Linked DNA regions of Mus musculus: regions 1, 2, 4 and 5 are each linked to region 3. Evidence: chromatin contacts called from public Hi-C, HiChIP or PLAC-seq and capture Hi-C data. All regions are on one chromosome and are shown on one strand. The core of a region is the stretch at or near the end of the contact, and the rest is flanking DNA. Distances in the headings are between cores, read along the strand shown.

Region 1 (3,932 bases), core at 1,385-3,884, 600 kb before region 3:
GTGTAGGAAACCAGGCGCTAACACGGACAGTGCAAGGCAAAGTTTTATTTTTACAGCTCGGCCAGGCTTATATTCTCCTTTGGCAGAAAATGAAGGACCAGCTTTCTGTTTCTTACTTCCCAAAGCACTTTCTTTGTACTTTCTTGCTGTAATGGTGCTTGTTCATTCCGGGTTTTCTTTTCTGACGGTGCCGGGGATGAACCCAGAGCGTCCATTCTCCCACTGAACCACAGACATTCGGCCGCTTCTGTTTCCCTTGATGTCTAGTTGATAGCATTCTTGATTGTTCTTTGAACAGAACAAAGAGTCCCTCTTGAGGCAGGGGGATTCATACTTGGTCATTGCAGGGGCCCAGGAATGATGTCAAAATGACTGCAGCCATTATCGACAGCTGCTGTGTGAAAAGCACTTTGGGAAGAACTCTGCCTTGGGGCTGGGCAGAGTGGTGCATCATTGACCCCAGCACTCGGCAGGCAGAGGTGGGTGGATTTCTGAGTTTGAGGTCAGCCTGGTCTCTGAAGTGAGTTCTAGAACAGCTAGGGCTACACAGAGAAACCGTGTCTCAGAAAAAGAAAGAAAGAAAAAGGAAGGAAGGGAAGGAGGGAGGGAAGAAAGGAGAAGTTTCTCACTAGCTAAGAATTAGGAGTCCCAGTGCAGTTAATAAAACTGCTGGTGAGGTGAGATGAACCCCAGAGAGATAACTTTTTTTTTTTTTTTGGTTTTTTGAGACAGGGTTTCTCTGTATAGCCCTGACTGTCCTGGAACTCACTTTGTAGACCAGGCTGGCCTTGAACTCAGAAATCCGCCTGCCTCTGCCTCCCTAGTGCTGGGATTAAAGGAGTGCCACCACGCCCACGTAGAGACATTGGAGCAGCGACAACCACCATGCTTTAGACAGAAGCAGGTTCGGCCTTTCTCCCTCTCACAACTGTGTAAACCTGCAGTTTTCGAGGGATCTCACCAGAAGCACCATTTATAGTAAGGGACAGGCCTTAACCCCTTGCACACCCCCCTTGGCTCATGCATGGTTTTATCTTCTTTCTCAGCTAGCAATCCTATCCAGGTGCTTTTGAAGCCACACCTTAACCTCGATTATCAAAAAAAAAAAAAAAAAAAAAAAAAAAAAAGGGGGGGGGGTCTTCTTATTGATGCTGTGAGATGTAGCTTGAGAGCTACCAACATTATATGTGTGGTTGTCACTAAGACACGGCAGGGACACTCCCCCTTGAGAGGCCCACACACCTGTGGATCTGTGTGCATTATCTGACCCGAGCCCCTCTTTTTCTTCAAGCTGGCATGCCTTCTTAATAAACCCCAACTGTGTGTCTTATTGGCTCGCCCTAAAATCTCTCTCTGCAGTGAAATCCACTCCCACTTCACTTGAGAGGCAGCTGAGGAGTTCGAGCTGCTTCAGGCAGCAGCGTGGAGGTGTGTCTCGGGCCAGCTGTCAGGGGCGCTCAGTAGCACCTGTGATGCGCTGGGCTCCATCTGTAATAGAGATGGGGGTGAGGAAGCTGTGTTCACTCCCCTTTCATATGGGCAGCAGGCTGCACTCTGGCATCGATGATAAATCGACAGGTGACTAACATGGATCTTAGCATGATTAAGTGACTTGCCCAAGGTCACATCATTAGCAGACAGTCACTTAGAAGCTTGAACGTAGCTCTACTGTAGCAAGTAATGCTTTAATGCAGAAGTCTTTCTTAGCTGGATGCTTTCTAGGACAGTCCTGCTACAGGAGGTTCCTTAGACAAAGGATTGGAAGGAGGTCGGGTAGGAGCATGGGCAAGTGTGAGTCTTCCTGGGGACAGGCAGGGTGAGCTGAGGTGTGCAGAGTTCTCTCTCGTTCTGGATGGTTGCCATCGAGGTTGTGAGCAAGGGACTTACTTCCCCGGGGGTGACCCGTTGTGAGCAGATTCCAAGCTAACTGCTAAGATGAGCCCAGACACAGGCTCTTGTCTTCCCCAGGACCTCAGAAGTTGGAGTCAAGCAATCATATTTGCTGGAAGAAATGGAAATTAGGGTCTTCCTCAAACTCTGCTGGAATACGCGGGTGGCATGAGATAGCAGCCGCAGTTGCTTGTGGGAACGAAGCTGGTCAGGAAGGGGTTTCTGATGGACACGGATAGGAGGCAATAGCGCCACCCTCCTTGTAAAAAGTCTTGATCGCCCAGCAGGCGCATGAGAGTTGTGAGCCTCAGCTAACTTCAGAAGCCTTCTAGCTCAGAGTAGAGACAAGCCATCCAGCTGGCCTAGGCTGCCAGCCTGCCAAAGAGGAGGTGGGGGGAGGGGACAGGGGTGAGACCCCGTGCTGTCCACCCAGAAGACAGCTGGCGGGCGGGCGGCAGGTGGGTGGAGGTTAGCGGGCCACCCCTCCCCCTGCCCTGCGGAAGCAGCCGAAGAAACTGTACCCTTTTATTGTCTTTGCCACTGGGTGTTTTCTGGAGTAATTTAAACACTGCCAAACACAAGCCTTCCATCCTTTCTCTAGCCATTGAAAGGAAGCGGCAGACTTAAAAATCATCTGAGTGGCGAGGACTGGGCCAGGAAGACGGGAAGGGTGGAGGGAAGGGTGAGACGGAGGTGAAAGTATGTGGTTTGGCGGGTGGGACCAGGCTCGGGTGATGGGCCGAGACCTGCGGCAAGCAAGGGAGGAGTGCCCAGGCTTTGCTGGGCGGCGACCTCAGCGGGCAGGAGGCTCTGGGGAGGGCGCGGGGCGGGGACAGGCGACCTGCCAGGGCCAGTCACCCCCCTCCCCCCCCTCTGTGGGAGGAGGGCAGGAAAGAGGGCGGCCTTTATTCTGTATTAAAATCCTCCTCTCTACCTAGGACACGGTGTACTAACCTTGCACGGTATTTGATCCTATGCAATCAGTCTGCACTTGCCAGGCAGAGTCTTGGGGCCTCATGCATCTGCCGCACAGTCAGGGCGTAGACCATTGAGCCTCCCCTTCCCCCTTGCTGGCTTTGGTCTTCCTCTTCTCTGCTTTCCCTTCCGTCTGACACCATCCCACCCTTCCATTTCCTTCCTCGGGTTTGGGCTCTAGAGGAGCAGAACCCGCCTCCCTTAATTCCAGGTTCTGGGTGAGGAGGTATCACCAGCCCTAGCCAGTACCATCCGGAGGGTTTCGAGCCTCGGGGCTCTACACGGGGTGGGTCTTCCCTAATCTGGTCTTCGCACAACCTGATTATTGTACAAGCGCTGTGTTTGGTAATCTGGAATATTTCTCCCCAAGGCTGTACGGGTGTGTACGGCAGCTGTGGAACTTAGATAGACAGACCCGGGCTTCGGGTGTGTCTACCCGCGGCCCTCCTGCAAATCCTCTGTGCTACTCACGTCTGGAAACCTGGTTTAACCATGAGCAGAGTGAACCTGCTAGAGTCCATACTCACTCGAGCCTCTCCACCTGCAAAGCGCTAACAGTAACTTGCTTGCTTCTTAGGTTGTTTGGGGACTGCGGTTTAAGCGAGTCCTTCCCGAATTAGATCTGGGCTCCAACCCCAATGTTGCCACATGACAACTGACCTTGGCCTCTGTTTTCCAGTACGGGAGGGACAGTAACAGAACCACCCTCACTGGGCCCGCGGTGAACTCAGCTCAGTGCAGGATTTTTAAGTTGCCTAACACAGGTTGCCTGTCATAGTGAAACAGGACATTTTTTTTTGTGCAAGTAATTTGTAAACTGTGGTGTGTTCTTTAGAAATGTAGGCGGTTACTCGAATGCCAACAGGGTGAAATTCTGGGTTCCTGCCCCACTTTCTAAGGGAAATTGATCCCCAACCTCGCCCTGGGCACCCTGGAAGTTCCCTTCCTCAGCACTTCTGGGACCTCTGGGTGGGAGAGGCTGGTCCTGTGCTCCCTGCTCTATTATCCACCCCTCCCCCTTCACTTCACATTCTTTTCTGGAACTCTCAGCAGCTCTGGTAGGCTTC
Region 2 (3,658 bases), core at 76-2,575, 940 kb before region 3:
CTTCTGACCCCCATAGCCGCCAGTGACATAGTGGTACACATACATGCAAATATTTAGGCCTATGGTTTTTAAAAAATTACTTCTCTTATGTCTGTGAGTATACTGTCACTCTCTTCAGACACACCAGAAGACGGTATCAGATGGTTGGAAGCCACCATGTGCTTGCTGGGAATTGAAATCAGGACCTTTAGAAGAGTACTCAATGTTTTTAACTGCTGAACCATCTCTTCAGCCCAGTCCATGATTTTTTTTTTAAAGATAAGATCTTACAGGAGCTGGAGAGATGACTCAGTGGTTAAGAGCACTGGCTGCTCTTCCATAGGACATAGCTTCAACTCGTAGCACCCGTATATCAGCTCACAACTGTTTGTAACTCTGGTTCCAGGAGATCTGATGCCCTCACACAGATATACATGCAGGCAAACCATCAAAGCACATAAGATAAAAAAATAAAGGTAAGATCTTACCATGTAGCTCTGGCTGGCTTGGAAGTTCCTTGTAAATCCGACTGGCTTGAAACTCACAGAAATTCATCTGCCTTTGCCTCCCAAGTCCTGGGTTAAAACTTCTGCACTACTATGCTCATTTTATTTTGAATTTTGATACAAGGTCTCACTGTAGCCAGCTAAGGCTGGCCTCCAGTTCACTATGTAGCTAAAGATGGCCTTGGACTTCTGGTTCTCTTGCCTCTGCCTTCCAAGTGCTGGAATCGCAAGCCCATATCGCCATTCCCTGCTTCTATAATTAACTTTACAGACTTTACTTTTGGAGGGTTTCGACTAATGCAGCTCACTTTATAATAGAAGTTTTTCAAGGATTATCACTATTTTGGAGGTCGCCCAGCAAGGGATGGAGGGTCTCAAACAGAAAATGAGACCCAGTGAGACCATACTGTCTTGCGGGGGATATGAGGCAGGAAGGACCCCCAAAGGGCTCTAGGTTTGGAGGCCTCTCTGACTATAGAAGTTGGAAACAAGGAGGTAGGGGCAGAGAACATTTGAACATTTTTGGTTCTGGGGTCCAGAGGAGAAGCCAAGCTCAGCATAGAGAATACAGTCTCGGACAGGGCTCTTGTCATGATCTCCAGCTGTTGGCAATTGCTCAAACTAGGGTTGTGTGGCCTACGACTAAGGAGGTGGTGAGACACATCGCAGCATCGTTAAAGAAGGTGTAGCCAGCAGACAGGACAAATATCCCTTGGCAAACAGATCTCTTTTTCTGAATGTGGATTCTGGATTGTCTTTGGGGAAATACAGTAATTGACCAATCAGCCAGGGGGAAGTGAATGTGGATTGGGGATTTTGCACAATGGGCTTGATTAGGTGTCAGGTGGGAGGGAGACTGCCCTTTGTCATGTAGAAGGAGCTTGGCCTGCTAGCCTTGGGGATGAGGGTAGGTGGAACTTTGGTGGTCTTGGGGGATCAGACTAGAAGAGGGAGTTACCCTCTTGGTGAACCAAGTTTGTCACCCTGCAGGAGAGGGCAGGAGAACACTGACTAGTGCAGCCCTGGGCTGGGCTTGAGGTGGGTGCAGGGTAAGAGGTTTGACCCCATAATAGGTCAGGCTGCCAGTTGAGTGTCAAACGACAATATGAGGTCAGGCCTTTAGGGGTAGGTGTCAGCTAGCCAAGGTTCAGATGCAAAGGGGGACTGTGAGGCCAGGCAAGCTAAGGCCCAGGAGCAAACTCATTCAGGCAAGAGCCAGCAACTGAGGTCCCCTTCCCGGCACGGGTAGATACTTTGTTCCTGTTGGACAAATGTAGCAAGGCCAGCCAAGGTGCCTTAGAAAGGCCCAGCCCTAGCCCCACACGACTGAGCTCCTGACCCTAGCCCAGAGCACGGTACAAGCCATGTGGCCCTGTGAGCTCCTGACCCTAGCCCAGAGCACGGTACAAGCCATGTGAATCCTGAGTTTAGTTTTAGATGTGTGTGTCAGGAGGAGCCTTGGTACCTCTCTCCTCTTTTTTTTTTTTTTTTTTTTTTTTTTAAAGATTTATTTATTTATTATATGTAAGTACACTGTAGCTGTCTTCAGACACTCCAGAAGAGGGCGTCAGATCTCGTTACGGATGGTTGTAAGCCACCATGTGGTTGCTGGGATTTGAACTTCGGACCTTCGGAAGAGCAGTCGGGTGCTCTTACCCACTGAGCCATCTCACCAGCCCCACCTCTCTCCTCTTGTCAGGTGAGGCAATGAGAGGCAGGATTCTGTAAACAGGATGGGATGGAAGCCCAGCGATGCCATTAAGGCTCTTGTCTCACAGATATGGAAACTGAGGCACAGGCTGCTGATTAACACGTAGTCCCCTAGGTAGAACTAACTGGCCCTCGGTGAAATGTCACTGGGGAGAGTGAAGAAGATAGTGGGGCAGGGACACTGCAGAGTCACCTCTCCAACCCATGCACCTGTGTCCTTGTGGTGGCAGTGGCCTCCACAGGGTCACAATCAAGAAATAGTTGCTTAATTGATTGAAGAGAAAGACAGGCAGGAAGAGAAGCTGTAATGACCAGGGCTTCTAGGTTTTCCTGCAGAGGTCTTTCTCCCTCAATACCTTTTAATTGTGTGGGGTAGGGCAGGGAGGCAATAATATGACAGACAGACAGACAGACAGTGTACAGGGGATGGAATCAGCACCTTGAACATTCTGGGCAAGTTCCCTTCACCACAGAGCTATGTCCCAGCCCCTGTAAGAAGAAGTGGCTCTCCCGTGTGGACCCAGAGAAGATGGGGTCTCTAGTTGGCACGACTGAAGGAGGGGTCCTTTTGACTCCGGCATAGACTTTGGTGGCTCTGACCCAGCCAGGAGCAGAAATTCAGTGCACGCCCCCTTACCCCTTGAGGGTTTGTTCTAATGGGAAGTGGTTTGCCTGCAGGTGCCTCTGAGGTGTGACTAAAGCCCCAAGGAGAGCAAACAAATCATAATGAAACCAAGTCTGTGTGTTTGATTCCTGTCTTTAGCCTCCCTCCCCTGTGTGTTTGGTAAATACATAAAATGAAAACACTTCTCAGTGACCTGTGTAAGGTTTCAGGCTGTATCTGCAGGCTGGCCTTGAACTTGTTTGTAGTAGATAACTCCCAGAGTCCTGGGAGTACTGTGCCCAGTCTTTATGCCATGCTGGGGAATTGAACTCAGGGCCTGGTGTTGATCATTCCCCAACATTATCCAGCCTGAGGGTGGTGACGGCACTGAGCTGTGTTTATTTCATCTTGTCCCTGTCTGTTCCCAGCCCTGAGGTTTCATCTTTTTGCCCATGTAATAGGGTTGGGGTGAGGGGATGGGTAAACTCCTTTTCATCTAGATTTTTTAAAAAAGACCTGAAATAATATGCTTAGGTTATGTTTGTATATGTTTAAGAGCTTCTAACCCTGAGTTTCCTAAGTTTGTTCTGGGATAAGCGCTTCCTCAGGGAAGTCCACTACAGTGAAAAGCCGAGAGAAGGGCCACACACGGAGGCTCATGCTCATAATGTCAGCACTTGGAAGGCCGAGACAAGAGGATTGCACTAAGTTCAAGGCCACTTAGCTACATAGCAAGCACCGGGCCAATTGTAGAAGATAGAAGGTAGAGGAGGAAGAAGAGGGAAAGGAGGAAGAAGGGGAGGAGGAGGAAGAGGAGGAGAAAACTCTTCAAGTGTACCTTTAAGGCAGAAAGAGTCAG
Region 3 (3,604 bases), core at 1,035-3,534:
ATGACCTGAAGAAGCTACAAGTAGCCAGGGATCTCATAGCTGGGGAAGAGAGTAGTGTAGTGGTCGATCTGCCCAGTCTAGGCATGCAACTTGTAAATATTGTAACTGAGTTGTGTGCTTTTTGCACGGGCTTATTGGGTTGGACGGAGATTTACTGCAACAATTCTTAAATTCTTTTATTTCATTTTATTTCTTTAAATTTATTTTTATTATGTATGAGAATGTGTATATATGTATGTGTGTTTGTGTATATGTGTATGTGTGTATATGTGTATTGTGTGCACATGTGTATGTGTGCATATGAACATATGCATGCCACAGTACACCTGTGACAGTCAGAAGACAGCTTTTAAAGTCAATTTTCTGCGTCCAGCATGTGGGTCCAGGGAATCAAATTCAAACACACATACACATGTACACATACATACATACACACACTTTTTCTTTTAAATTATTAATATGAAGACCATACAGCCTCTCTGTAGATGCTACTGGAAAATTTGGTCCCTTTCTTGAGGTTCTTAATGTCATTGCAAAGAGATTTTAAGGCTGGAGAAATGGTTCAGAGGTTAAGAGCCCCTCCTATTCTTGCTGAGGACCTAGGTTCAATTCCCAGCACCCACATAATGGCTCACAGCCATCTGCAATTCCAGCTCAGGGGATTTGATGTCTTCCTCTGACCTCTGCAGGCACCAGGCATGCAAGTGCTACACATACACACATGTGGGTAAAACACTCCCTCATATACAGTAAATCAAGTCCCCTCTGACCACACTCCACTCTATTTTCTTAAGAAATGTCTCTCACTGGACCTGTGTAGCCCACAGAGTCAGCAAGACTGGCTGACCAGGACGCTCCTGCCTCTGCCTCCCCAGCACTGAGATCACAATGCTGCATCATTCTGCTTGTCAAATCTATTTATAATAGATAATAATAATAACAACAACAACAACTGACTTTCCAAAGAACCCTTAAGTTTCCACTTCAGATGACAAATTGACATTGTCATGCATAAATATAGATTGCATCACATTTGTCTGTCTGTTTCTTGTGTGTGTATGTGTGTGTGTATCAGAGTGTATGTGTGTGCATGTGTCAGTGTATATGTGTATGTATATATGTGTATGTGCATGTGTGTGTCAGTGTGTGTGTGTGTGTGTGTGATCACACCCAAGGATCACACAGGGATCACACCCGAGGCTTATGCTCCAACACTAGGGCTGATGAACCCATTTCAAAGGTCTAACACAGAGGCTCTCAACCTGTGGGTTGTGACTCCCTGGTGGGAGGGCTCGAATGATCCTTGTACAAGGGTTACCTAAGAACCCTGGAAAACACAGATTTACGTACTTTTTGCCTGGGACCCCTGCTCCGCCCTGCACAAGCTCTTCATCCATCAACCCAGCCCACACATTGAACACCCCTTTCCTCCTGCTAGAAGAAAACTCCAGGGTAACAGGTCATTACTCCTCATCGCAGTGTTCAGACAACCCACCCAAGAGTGCCCACCCAAGGGCTCAGTTTTTGATCATATATAGGCATAATCCCAGCCCCTAACTGACAGGCCATCACTCCTTACCTAAGTTCTATAAAACCCCCTTGCTTTATACGGGATGCGTGACTCCATTGCCCTTCTGTGAAGTCAGTGAATCCTCCTGAGAGCTGCCTCCTAATAAACCTGCCTTTATCTACTTTTAATCTGGTCTAATCTAGCCTATACTGCATCACTGAGGAAGAGAGAAAGGAATTCAATTACGATTCATAGCAGTAGCAAAGTTACAGTTATGAAGTAGCAACAAAAATGGTTTTGTGGGGCTGACAAGATGGCTCAGCAGTTAACACTGACTGCTCTTCTGAAAGTCCTGAGTTCAATTACCAGCAACCACATGGTGGCTCACAACCATCTGTAAAGGAATCTGATTCCCTTTTCTGGTGTGCGTACACACACACACACACACACACACACACACACACACACACACACTTGTATGGTTGGGGGTCACTACGACATGAGGAAGAGTATTATAGGGTCACAGCATTACAAAGGTTGAGAAGCACGGCTCTAGAAGGTGTGAACCCAGCTAGCCTGCCTCTCCTTACAGCCATTCCTTGTAACGCTGGGTTGTTTGGCAGAAAGCAGGGCTGGGGTGTGGCCTTAGTATTGTTTGGACCTGAGTTTGACCTCACATCCTGAAGCAAGTGGCAGTTGCTGCCCAGCACGGGAGCAGGAAGTGGGTGGGGCTTGCTCCACATGGTGGTTCTTGAGAGAAGAAACAGAAGTCATAACCTCTGCGGTTTGGTTTGTGTTGCAATACGAGCATCAGGAAGCTGCTCTTACAGAGCCTGATGTGTAAAGTTAAGGGCAGATAGAGCCCTGACTGGTGGAGGGGAGGCCCTCCATCCTCCATAGGAACTGTCCAGGCCCTGATAGCTGGAAAAACCATTAAATTTCAGGAAATTTCCCCCAAACATAACTCGGTCCTTAAAACGGAACAGTCAGCCGGGCGTGGTGGTGCACGCCTTTAATCCCAGCACTCGGGAGGCAGAGGCAGGTGGATTTCTGAGTTTGAGGCCAGCCTGGTCTACAGAGTGAGTTCCAGGACAGCCAGGGCTATACAGAGAAACCCTGTCTCGAAAAAAAAACAAAAACAAAACAAACCAAAACAAAACAGGAACAGTCAGAGAATATTTGCAACAATGTAATTTGATCAGCCAGGCCTGATCCCAGCACTTGAGAGGCTGCCTCAAGAGGATTGCTGTGAGTTTGGGACCAACCTGCCTACAACTTGAAATCCTGTCTCAAAAACAAACCACAACAAAAAAGAAAAACCAAAACTACAAAGAACAACAAAACAAATGACACTTGGTTACCCCCCCCCCCCAGGGTCTCACATAGTCTAGGCCAACCTTGAATGACCTTGGATTTCCAATCCTCCTGCCTCCACCTCAGAGGGTTGAGATTACAGGTGTGACTGATCATACTTGGTTTATTCTCTGCTGATGATCTGAGCCCAGGTTCTGTGATTGCAAGATACAGACTCTACCAACACAGCTATGTCCCCAACTCTAGTTAGGGTGCCTTATTCTTAAAGATAAGCAGCTTTAAGATGGGTGTGGTAGCACATGCCAGTACTTGGGAGGCGGAGGCAGGAGGCCAGCCTGGTCTACAGAGAGAGAGTGCAGGGCATCCAGGGATACACAGAAAAACCCTGTCTCAAAAAAAAACAGAAGAAAAAACAAACAAACAAAAACAAAGCAGCCCCTCCCCCCAGGGGTTTACCTTGACTGAAAAACAGCACCCATCAGTAGTGTTACCCAATTTGGGGTTCACAGCTTGTGTACCAACAAAACAGGTTCAGCTAGCCTCTCTCCATAAGACAACTAAAAGAGCCAGACTCACAGTAAAATGTAGAAAAAAAGAGATGTGACCACGTTGAGAAGGACAAAGATGGACTCCCTCTCCCATGTCCATCTTGGGGTCCTGCTTAAAAAGAAGGCAAGGTTCTGCCTAAGTCATCAGTAAGGCATAGTCCTGCCCACCACCAGCTCTGCGTAAACTTCAATACTGTCATGAAAGGTGACCACTTGGGTTGGTCGCTTTCCC
Region 4 (3,570 bases), core at 951-3,450, 990 kb before region 3:
AATGTGGTCTTCAAATCTCCAACTTCTTTTTCATCTTTGTTGACTGCAACAAACTTCTTTCCCCCCGGGCTGGTTCCACTCCCTGTTAGCAGCTTTCCTCAGCAGATAGCCTACAGCTCTGGCATCTCGAACATCTTGGTGTCTCCAAGGCAACTGAAACGCTAACAGCCTCTTGTTTCAATGTGTGGGATCCACACATGATCTTCTGGGCTCTTCTAAAGGGCTGGCATCTCTTCTCCAGCTCTGCCCTCTATAGTACTCTAAGCTCAGATTAATCCACTCCATTGCTGCTGCTTTTCTTAAGAGGTGGTCATCCCATGGTACTAGCATCTCTGACACACTTGGGTCTTCCACTACAACTAGGCTTCACCAATAGCTTCTCACAGGCTCTCTTCATGGTGTCAAGCCTCAACTCCTTTGCATGACCCCTTCAGTCCTAGGTTGTCAACTGCAACTGAGGCTGCACCTTCATCAATGGCCTTCCCTGGCCTTTCACAGTACCAAGCCTCAGCTGCTCTTCATGACCCCTTCATACCTTCAAAACCATTATTACCTGGGTGACTCTTACACATTTACCAAGTCCAGCTGCTGCACGAGGTACAACCTTGCCTATCTCATGGCTTCTTTGTACTTTCAGAAAACACTTCCCAGATTTCACCTAAGTGATACTGTTTTCTTCTTCTTCTTCTTCTTCTTCTTCTTCTTCTTCTTCTTCTTCTTCTTCTTCTTCTTCTTCTTCTTCTTCTTCTTCTTCGGTTTTTCTAGACAGGGTTTCTCTGTGTATGGCTGTCCTGAACTCACTCTAGACCAGGCTGGCCTTGAACTCAGAAATCTGCCTGCCCGTGCCTCCTGAGTGCTGGGATTAAAGGCGTGGGCCACCATGCCCAGCTGCTGTTCTCTTCTTAATCACCGCTAATTTCTTAGCTTCAGCTAACCAGCATCAATTGTGCCAATAGTCCCTTCTATTCTTGACTCTAAAGCCAGAGCCACATGGCTGAAGCTGGCAAGTTCTGCTGCTTGCTGGGGCTGGAACATGGCCCCCTTGATCTATTACATTATCACTTTCTGTTTTCCAACTCCTTCACTGCATAAGCTTGGCTGCCCTGGAACTTGCTCTGTAGACTGACTTTGAACTCAGAGATCTTCATTGCTCTGTCTCCTGAACGCTGTGATTAAAGGCATGTGCCACCATTGGAGACTTAAGCTTTTCTTCACCTAGAACCTGCTCTGTCCTAGGCCGGCCTTGAACTCAGAGAACTGCTTGACTATGCCTCCTGGGATTAAAGGGTTTTTTTCTACCAAACCTGGACCTAAATTTAGATGGGTGGGGTCTTGCCCCTAGGTCACCACTCCTTTAATTCAATTTAATATCTGTGAATACAGGATTCAGTTTCATTTCACTTCCTGATGCCCCATTATATTTTTCCTTTCTAAGCTTGCTACACTTGCTCAAAATGCTCTTCATGAGACTCAACTAGAGAACAAAGTCTATGCTGGGCGTTTCTCAGGCTTCCTTTGTCAGTACAATTAATATAAATCTTTTTACCTTAGGCTTAGAATCTTCAGACAAGGGCGAAAGGCAGCCACATTAGTCACCAAAATATCACAAAAACTGTCTCTTGGCCACATATTAAAATTCTCTGAAACCTCTAGAGCCAGGCTTCCACAGTTCAAATCATCCTTAGCAACGAAGTCTTCCATATTCCTGCTAGGATGGCCCACTAAGCCACACTTAAAACATTCCACTGCTTTCCAAATCCAAAGTCCCAAACATCCACAATCTTCCACACAAGAGCATGGTCAGGTCTATCACAGCAACGCACCATGCCAGGGTAGGCTTGATGCAGGGGGAGCTGAGAGTTCTACATCTTCATCTGAAGGCAAACAGAAGGCTTCCAAGCAGCTTGGACAAGGGTATTAAAGCCCACGCCCATAGTGACACACCTACTTAACAAGGCCACACCTCCTAATAGAGCCACTCCCTTGGCCCAGCATATACAAACCATCGCAACAGGCAGGGCTGCACAAAGACCCTGTCTGGAAAAAAAACAACACTAAACAAGAAAATTGTAGGATAGAAAGACTTCTTGTGGCCACTAGAGGGCGCTGTGTACCAAGTTACAAGGGAAGCCCAGAAACGGTGGGAGCCTGAGACAGTGCAGTGGGTCCACCACAGGCAGGGCACGGGGTTCCCAGAAGCCTGTGGCTCCCAACCCTACCTGCTGGGGGCAGTGCTGGTGCGGGAAGCCGGCCATATACCCAGACCTCTCTGTCTTTGCTTTTCTGATTCCACCTGTCTTCTTTCTAAAGGTCATGAATAAGTCACTTACAGGCAAGGCCAGCCTTCCACACAACACTGTTCCTCCTCCCTGACAAACGCTATTCTGACTATTTGCTGGTTTCTGTTTTGTTTTGTTTTGTTTTAGCTGGGAGGATTTGAAGATGTATAGAGTAGGTTCCACTGGTGTTTTATTTTTGTGCTATCAAGAAAAATCTTGGAGCTGGGTGTGGTGGCACACGCCTTTAATCCCAGCACTTGGGAGGCAGAGGCAGGCAGATTTCTGAATTTGAGGCCAGCTTGTTCTACAAAGTGAGTTTCAGGACAGCCAGGGCTTTACAGAGAAACCCTGTCTCGAAAAACCAAAAAAGAAAAATCTTGGACAAGTCTCCATTGCTCCAAGGCCTTGGTGTGGCTGGTCTCCAGATGTGTGGCCTTGGCTTCTGTATGGGACTCTGTCATTCATCATTGGGGTGGGGACAGCCCTTGTCCTGCTATAGAAGCAGCTCTGCTCGTCACTGCCTTCAGACCTCTGGTGAAGCTGGAGATTGTCACAAAGAGGACAAAGAACTTGATCTAGTACCAGTCAGACTCCTGTCAAAATTAAGGGTAACTGGTAGAAACCCAGAAGGTTCAAGGGCCAGGTCCTAGTGCCTAACACTGGTTATAGGACAAGACAACTAAGCAGAGTGGAGAGAGAATATAATAGCCCAGCAGCTGAGACTGTGCATCACTCTTCTACCTGACCCAGGCTCCATCCTCAGCACCCATGTCAGGAGTTCCAGCATCTCTGGCATCCATGGGTACCAGCGCTCAGGTATACATACACATCCAAGCAAGAAAGAAGACTCATACTGCCCCGTGGCTTCCGGAAGTCCCTGGTCCACCAGGTCACGGAGCTTGACATGACCCTGATGTGCAACAAACCTTACTATGCTGAGATCACTCACCGTGTTTCCTCCAAGACCCACAAGGGAAGAGTTGTGCAGCTGCCATCAGAGCCCCCCACCTCGGTGCCAGGTGCACAGTACATCTTATTTGTATGTAAATAAAACCACAAACACCCTCCCGCCCCCCCCACACACACTTCTGGGATATATGGTTTTGCGCATTTATTGGTGGTGTTTTAAAGTAACTTGCTTGAAGGTGCTGCGAGAGGAGCCGGAAGAGCAGCTGAAGTGAGGGACGGGATGGGTGGAATCCAGCTTCATCCTGGAAAATTAGAAAGCCGTTCGCTTTGCTTTCAGATTCTTCCAACTCAAGAGGCAAATAGCAAACCAGAGGCAGAGGTG
Region 5 (3,465 bases), core at 881-3,380, 960 kb before region 3:
AGTACCCTTTAACTGGTTGTGAGCCTTCATGTAGTTGCTGGGAATTGACTTTAGGACCTCTGCTTCCTCTGGTCAACCCCACCCACTCTGGTCTGCCCCGCTCGCTCTGATCAACCCTGCTCCCTCAGTCCCTGCTTGCTGTGGCCCACAGATTTATTTATTATTATAAATAAGTACACTGTAGCTGACTTTAGACACACCAGAAGAGGGTGTCAGATCTCATTATGGATGGTAGTGAGCCACCATGTGGTTGCTGAGATTTGAACTCAGGACCTTCGGAAGAGCAGTCAGTGCTCTTACCCACTGAGCCATCTCACCAGCCCATAATTTATTTTTTCGAGGCAGGGTTTCTTCTGTCATATATCCCAGACTGGCCTGGAACTCTCAAACATCCTGCCTCTGCCTCTAGACTCCAGCCATTGCAAGATCTGCACAACCTGTCCTGGCTTATCTCGCTGAAGTGTTCTAACAAAGACATCAAGATTTAAATCTATTCTCAGATGTCTTCAAAGGAAATAGAGAGCTATTCTCCAAAAACTGTCATATTGGTTCTCCTTCGATGGTGAGACTGAAGACGGTGAGCCCACGCCTGATATGTAAAAGGCCGGGGTTTCATCTGAAATACTGAAAAAGAAAGAGAGAGAGAGAGAGAGAGAGAGAGAGAGAGAGAGAGAGAGAGAGAGAAGAGAAAGAAAGGAAAAAAGAAAGAAAGGAAGGAAGAAAGAAGAAAGAAGAAAGAAAAAGAAAGACATAGCTTTCTACTGAACCTAATTTTTGGGTAATAGACATGGATTCCTGTGTAATACAGGGAGCTAAGGGAGGGTTGGCTGCTGCAGATTGGCCATCTGCCTAGCCTGGGACACCTCAGTACTCTGTCCCATTGTCTGGTTCTTCCTAATTCTCAGAAGGGGCAGGCGTGTTACTTAAGGATAAGACAAGGGTGAAGGCCCTGAGGCACTGATAAAAATGATGCTGGGGGCGGAGAACCCGGGGAGAGGGGAGGGAGGAGGCTGAACTGGTTTTCCTATTGGCTGGGAGGTCCGGAAGGGAAGGGCTGGACGGTAGGGTCAGGGTGGGGCACTCCTGGAGGGTGTGTCCCAAATGGCTGGGTGGGAAGGTAGCTATTCATCTACCTCACTGTAGCAGAATACAAGAAAGCAGATAGTATGTATGTAGTTTCCAATTCTAGGAAGACTGGTAGGAAGGTCCATTGAGTTCAGGAACTTAAGTCTAGCCTGGGCAACAAAGCAAGAGATTCTGGCCAGAAAAAAAAAATCGTTCCACTTTAACTGTTTGGTTCGTCCATTAATGGAATAAATACACGTTAGAATCTTGTGTAAAATAACGTTTCGGTGGCGTTGGGAAACTGCTTATGATTGGTATACTATAGAAATGTATGTACTACACGCCTATAATCCCATCCCTCAAGAGGATGAGGCAGGAAGGTCACTAGTTCAAGAACAGCCTGGGCTACATAGTGAAACACTTTCCAAAAGTCAAACCCAACTTGTGGCTGTTCCTGAGCCCTCTGGTGCGTCTGGACATGTTTCGAGAAATCTTTCTGGGAATAAACAATACAATTCTAATGGAAGAGAGGAGATGTCACTGGTGATTCGGGACAGCTCCTGAAAAGCTTCGATGCTGGGTCTCTTTGTATACTCTAAAACCACAAGGTGGGGTGGACAAACAAGCAGTCATTTCTCACTGTCTCAGCTGTTTCTCCAGGTCGCCCTGTTCCGGGTAGCAAGAGAAGTCATGCTTGGCCAACAGGCCGTGCAAGCAGTGCTTTAAGGAAATCACTAAATAAATCAACAAATCATGATCTAGTAATTCGTCTTTTCTACCTAGTTCTACTTCGGAAGGAGCATGCCGAAGCTGGCTAGCTGTAGCCTGGTGTCCATGAGGGGTACATCTCTAATAGGCGTTTTGGAGATCTCACTCCTGAACCAGAGTTAGAAACCAACTCTTCTAACCAGGAATTACCAGTGTCCCAGGCAGGGCCAAGCAGACCCGCACCAGCGGAGCTAACAGGTTCCACCCGCTGCGCGATCAGGAGGCGGGCGCACGGCCTGACGGCGATGCCGATTGGTCCGCCCCAGACCCGAGCCTCGGATTGGTTGCCTTGGACACGTGGCCAACCGGAGGCTGCGTATTTGGCGGTGGATGCTCTGGGATACTTGGGGCCTCTCTAGCAGTTCATCTGGTGCATCCCGGTTTGAAAGCTGTTCCGAGCAATTCGGGTCCATCTTTTTCCACGCGCGGACACTGACCCCGGGATCCCCAGAGTCCCCGGATCGGCGCTCGCCGGGATCCTGCGGCCATGAGCGTGGGTTTCATCGGCGCAGGCCAGCTGGCCTGTGCTCTGGCGCGGGGCTTCACGGCCGCGGGTGAGCGCGTGGTCAGCCTTCCCTCTCACCAGAGTGAACGAGTGAGTGAGTGGGTGGGTGGGCGATGAGTGAATGTGAATGGATGGTAGATTTGCATCCATCTGCTGGGAGCATAGCGTCGGAGGCCGGCACTGCTAGAGCTGCTGTTGGCTTCCATTGATGGACTGCATGATTGGGCCATGATCTACAGTTGAAAAACTTTGTTTTCTGTAGGCGTCCTGTCGGCTCACAAGATAATAGCCAGCTCCCCGGATATGGACCTGCCCACGGTGTCTGCGCTCAGGGTAGGCTAGGAGGGATGGAGGGAAGTGGGCAAGAGGAAGAGGCCCAGGAAAAGCGTGTCCGGAGATGCCCTGAGTCTGGCAGGCTCCGACTCTCCTTTAGGGAAGTCATCATTGTAAGCCCTGCACCTTCTCTGAGGCAGCCTTGTGTGGTGGGAGCTCCCAGGCAAAGTTAGTGTCGGATCCTACTGGGGTGAAAGTAGGCATATAAGAAAGGTTCTTTTTGGGCTGGTGAGATGGCTCAGCGGGTAAGAGCACAGACTGTTCTTCCGAAGGTCCTGAGTTCAATCCAGCAACCATATGGTGGCTCACAGCCATCCCTTAACAAAATCTGATGCCCTTTTCTGGAGTGTCTGAAGACAGCTACAGTGTACTTACATATAATAAATAAATAATTCTTTAAAAAAAAAGGTTCTTTTTGTTAGTCTGCTTTGAATTTCACTGCATAGCCCGTGTTGGCTTCTAAGTCTGGAAAATTCTGCTTACCGATGTTGTAAATGACAGCGTTGCTAGGGGACTTGGTGAGTTACGTAGTTTCTTTATTCAATAAAGCTTAATGTCCCAAGTCTTCTAACATCTGGCCAATGTGGGACAGGTGAGCAGATGAAGCACTGTGGATACTGTTTGTGCCTAGTATAGGCTTATGTCCCCAACGCTGTAGGACCCCAGCTATGCACCTCAGAGCCCTAGAGGGGGCCCCGTGGAGACTTGTTACTCCGGTAAACAGCTGTGAGGTTGGGAGTGGGCTTTGCAGCTCTGCTTCCAGACTCTGGGTGCTCAGCTCTTTCCATCAGTTC

The links. Hi-C and Micro-C count contacts between places; a contact is called where the count stands out from the background. HiChIP or PLAC-seq counts read pairs in DNA pulled down with a chosen protein or histone mark. Capture Hi-C pulls out chosen DNA fragments and counts their contacts.
Region 1: a Hi-C map of the G1E-ER4 cell line shows a contact between it and region 3, with 4 times the contacts expected there. The contact joins two enhancer-like sites. A contact is called at or near these places in 2 of 39 promoter capture datasets (hippocampal neurons and pre-B cells), 6 of 484 Hi-C or Micro-C datasets (the G1E-ER4 cell line, cortical neurons, embryonic stem cells and 1 more), 3 of 115 datasets of contacts at active chromatin or transcription factors (embryonic forebrain, embryonic stem cells and pancreatic cancer cells) and 1 of 9 other capture datasets (embryonic stem cells).
Region 2: a capture Hi-C map of embryonic stem cells shows a contact between it and region 3, with 2.6 times the contacts expected there. The contact joins two enhancer-like sites. A contact is called at or near these places in 2 of 115 datasets of contacts at active chromatin or transcription factors (embryonic stem cells and pancreatic cancer cells) and 1 of 9 other capture datasets (embryonic stem cells).
Region 4: an H3K27ac HiChIP or PLAC-seq map of large pre-B cells shows a contact between it and region 3, with 2.3 times the contacts expected there. The contact joins two enhancer-like sites. A contact is called at or near these places in 2 of 484 Hi-C or Micro-C datasets (embryonic stem cells and pro-B cells) and 2 of 115 datasets of contacts at active chromatin or transcription factors (embryonic stem cells and large pre-B cells).
Region 5: a contact with region 3 is called in an HNF4G HiChIP or PLAC-seq map of pancreatic cancer cells. The contact joins the promoter of Pycr2 here to the enhancer-like site in region 3. A contact is called at or near these places in 1 of 39 promoter capture datasets (embryonic stem cells), 1 of 484 Hi-C or Micro-C datasets (the N1E-115 cell line) and 1 of 115 datasets of contacts at active chromatin or transcription factors (pancreatic cancer cells).

What each region holds. Positions count from the first base shown.
Region 1 is chr1:181,254,212-181,258,143 of GRCm38.p6, forward strand. No RefSeq gene overlaps it. Among named protein-coding and RNA genes, the nearest start is that of Gm39718, 31 kb to the right of the region's middle. Within about 2 kb of position 2,635, at least 318 of the 459 cell types and tissues checked have an H3K27ac peak or open chromatin away from gene starts, as enhancers often do. A contact at or near this core is called in the G1E-ER4 cell line, embryonic stem cells, granulocyte-monocyte progenitors and 2 more, where this site is marked.
Region 2 is chr1:180,923,591-180,927,248 of GRCm38.p6, forward strand. All of the region lies in intron 1 of Gm39715 (a long non-coding RNA gene), which reads right to left. Among named protein-coding and RNA genes, the nearest start is that of Lefty1, 9.6 kb to the right of the region's middle. Within about 2 kb of position 1,326, at least 17 of the 459 cell types and tissues checked have an H3K27ac peak or open chromatin away from gene starts, as enhancers often do. A contact at or near this core is called in embryonic stem cells, where this site is marked.
Region 3 is chr1:181,858,612-181,862,215 of GRCm38.p6, forward strand. No RefSeq gene overlaps it. Among named protein-coding and RNA genes, the nearest start is that of Lbr, 18 kb to the left of the region's middle. Within about 2 kb of position 2,285, at least 164 of the 459 cell types and tissues checked have an H3K27ac peak or open chromatin away from gene starts, as enhancers often do. A contact at or near this core is called in the G1E-ER4 cell line, the N1E-115 cell line, embryonic stem cells and 4 more, where this site is marked.
Region 4 is chr1:180,872,086-180,875,655 of GRCm38.p6, forward strand. Gm39714 (a long non-coding RNA gene) reads right to left here. Exons shown (of 3, transcript XR_865782.1): 3 at 3,427-3,490. It also overlaps the pseudogene Gm18036. Among named protein-coding and RNA genes, the nearest start is that of Gm39714, 12 kb to the right of the region's middle. Within about 2 kb of position 2,201, at least 32 of the 459 cell types and tissues checked have an H3K27ac peak or open chromatin away from gene starts, as enhancers often do. A contact at or near this core is called in pro-B cells, where this site is marked.
Region 5 is chr1:180,902,144-180,905,608 of GRCm38.p6, forward strand. Pycr2 (pyrroline-5-carboxylate reductase family, member 2) reads left to right here and starts at 2,131. Exons shown (of 7, transcript NM_133705.2): 1 at 2,131-2,387; 2 at 2,601-2,671. The coding sequence starts at 2,321.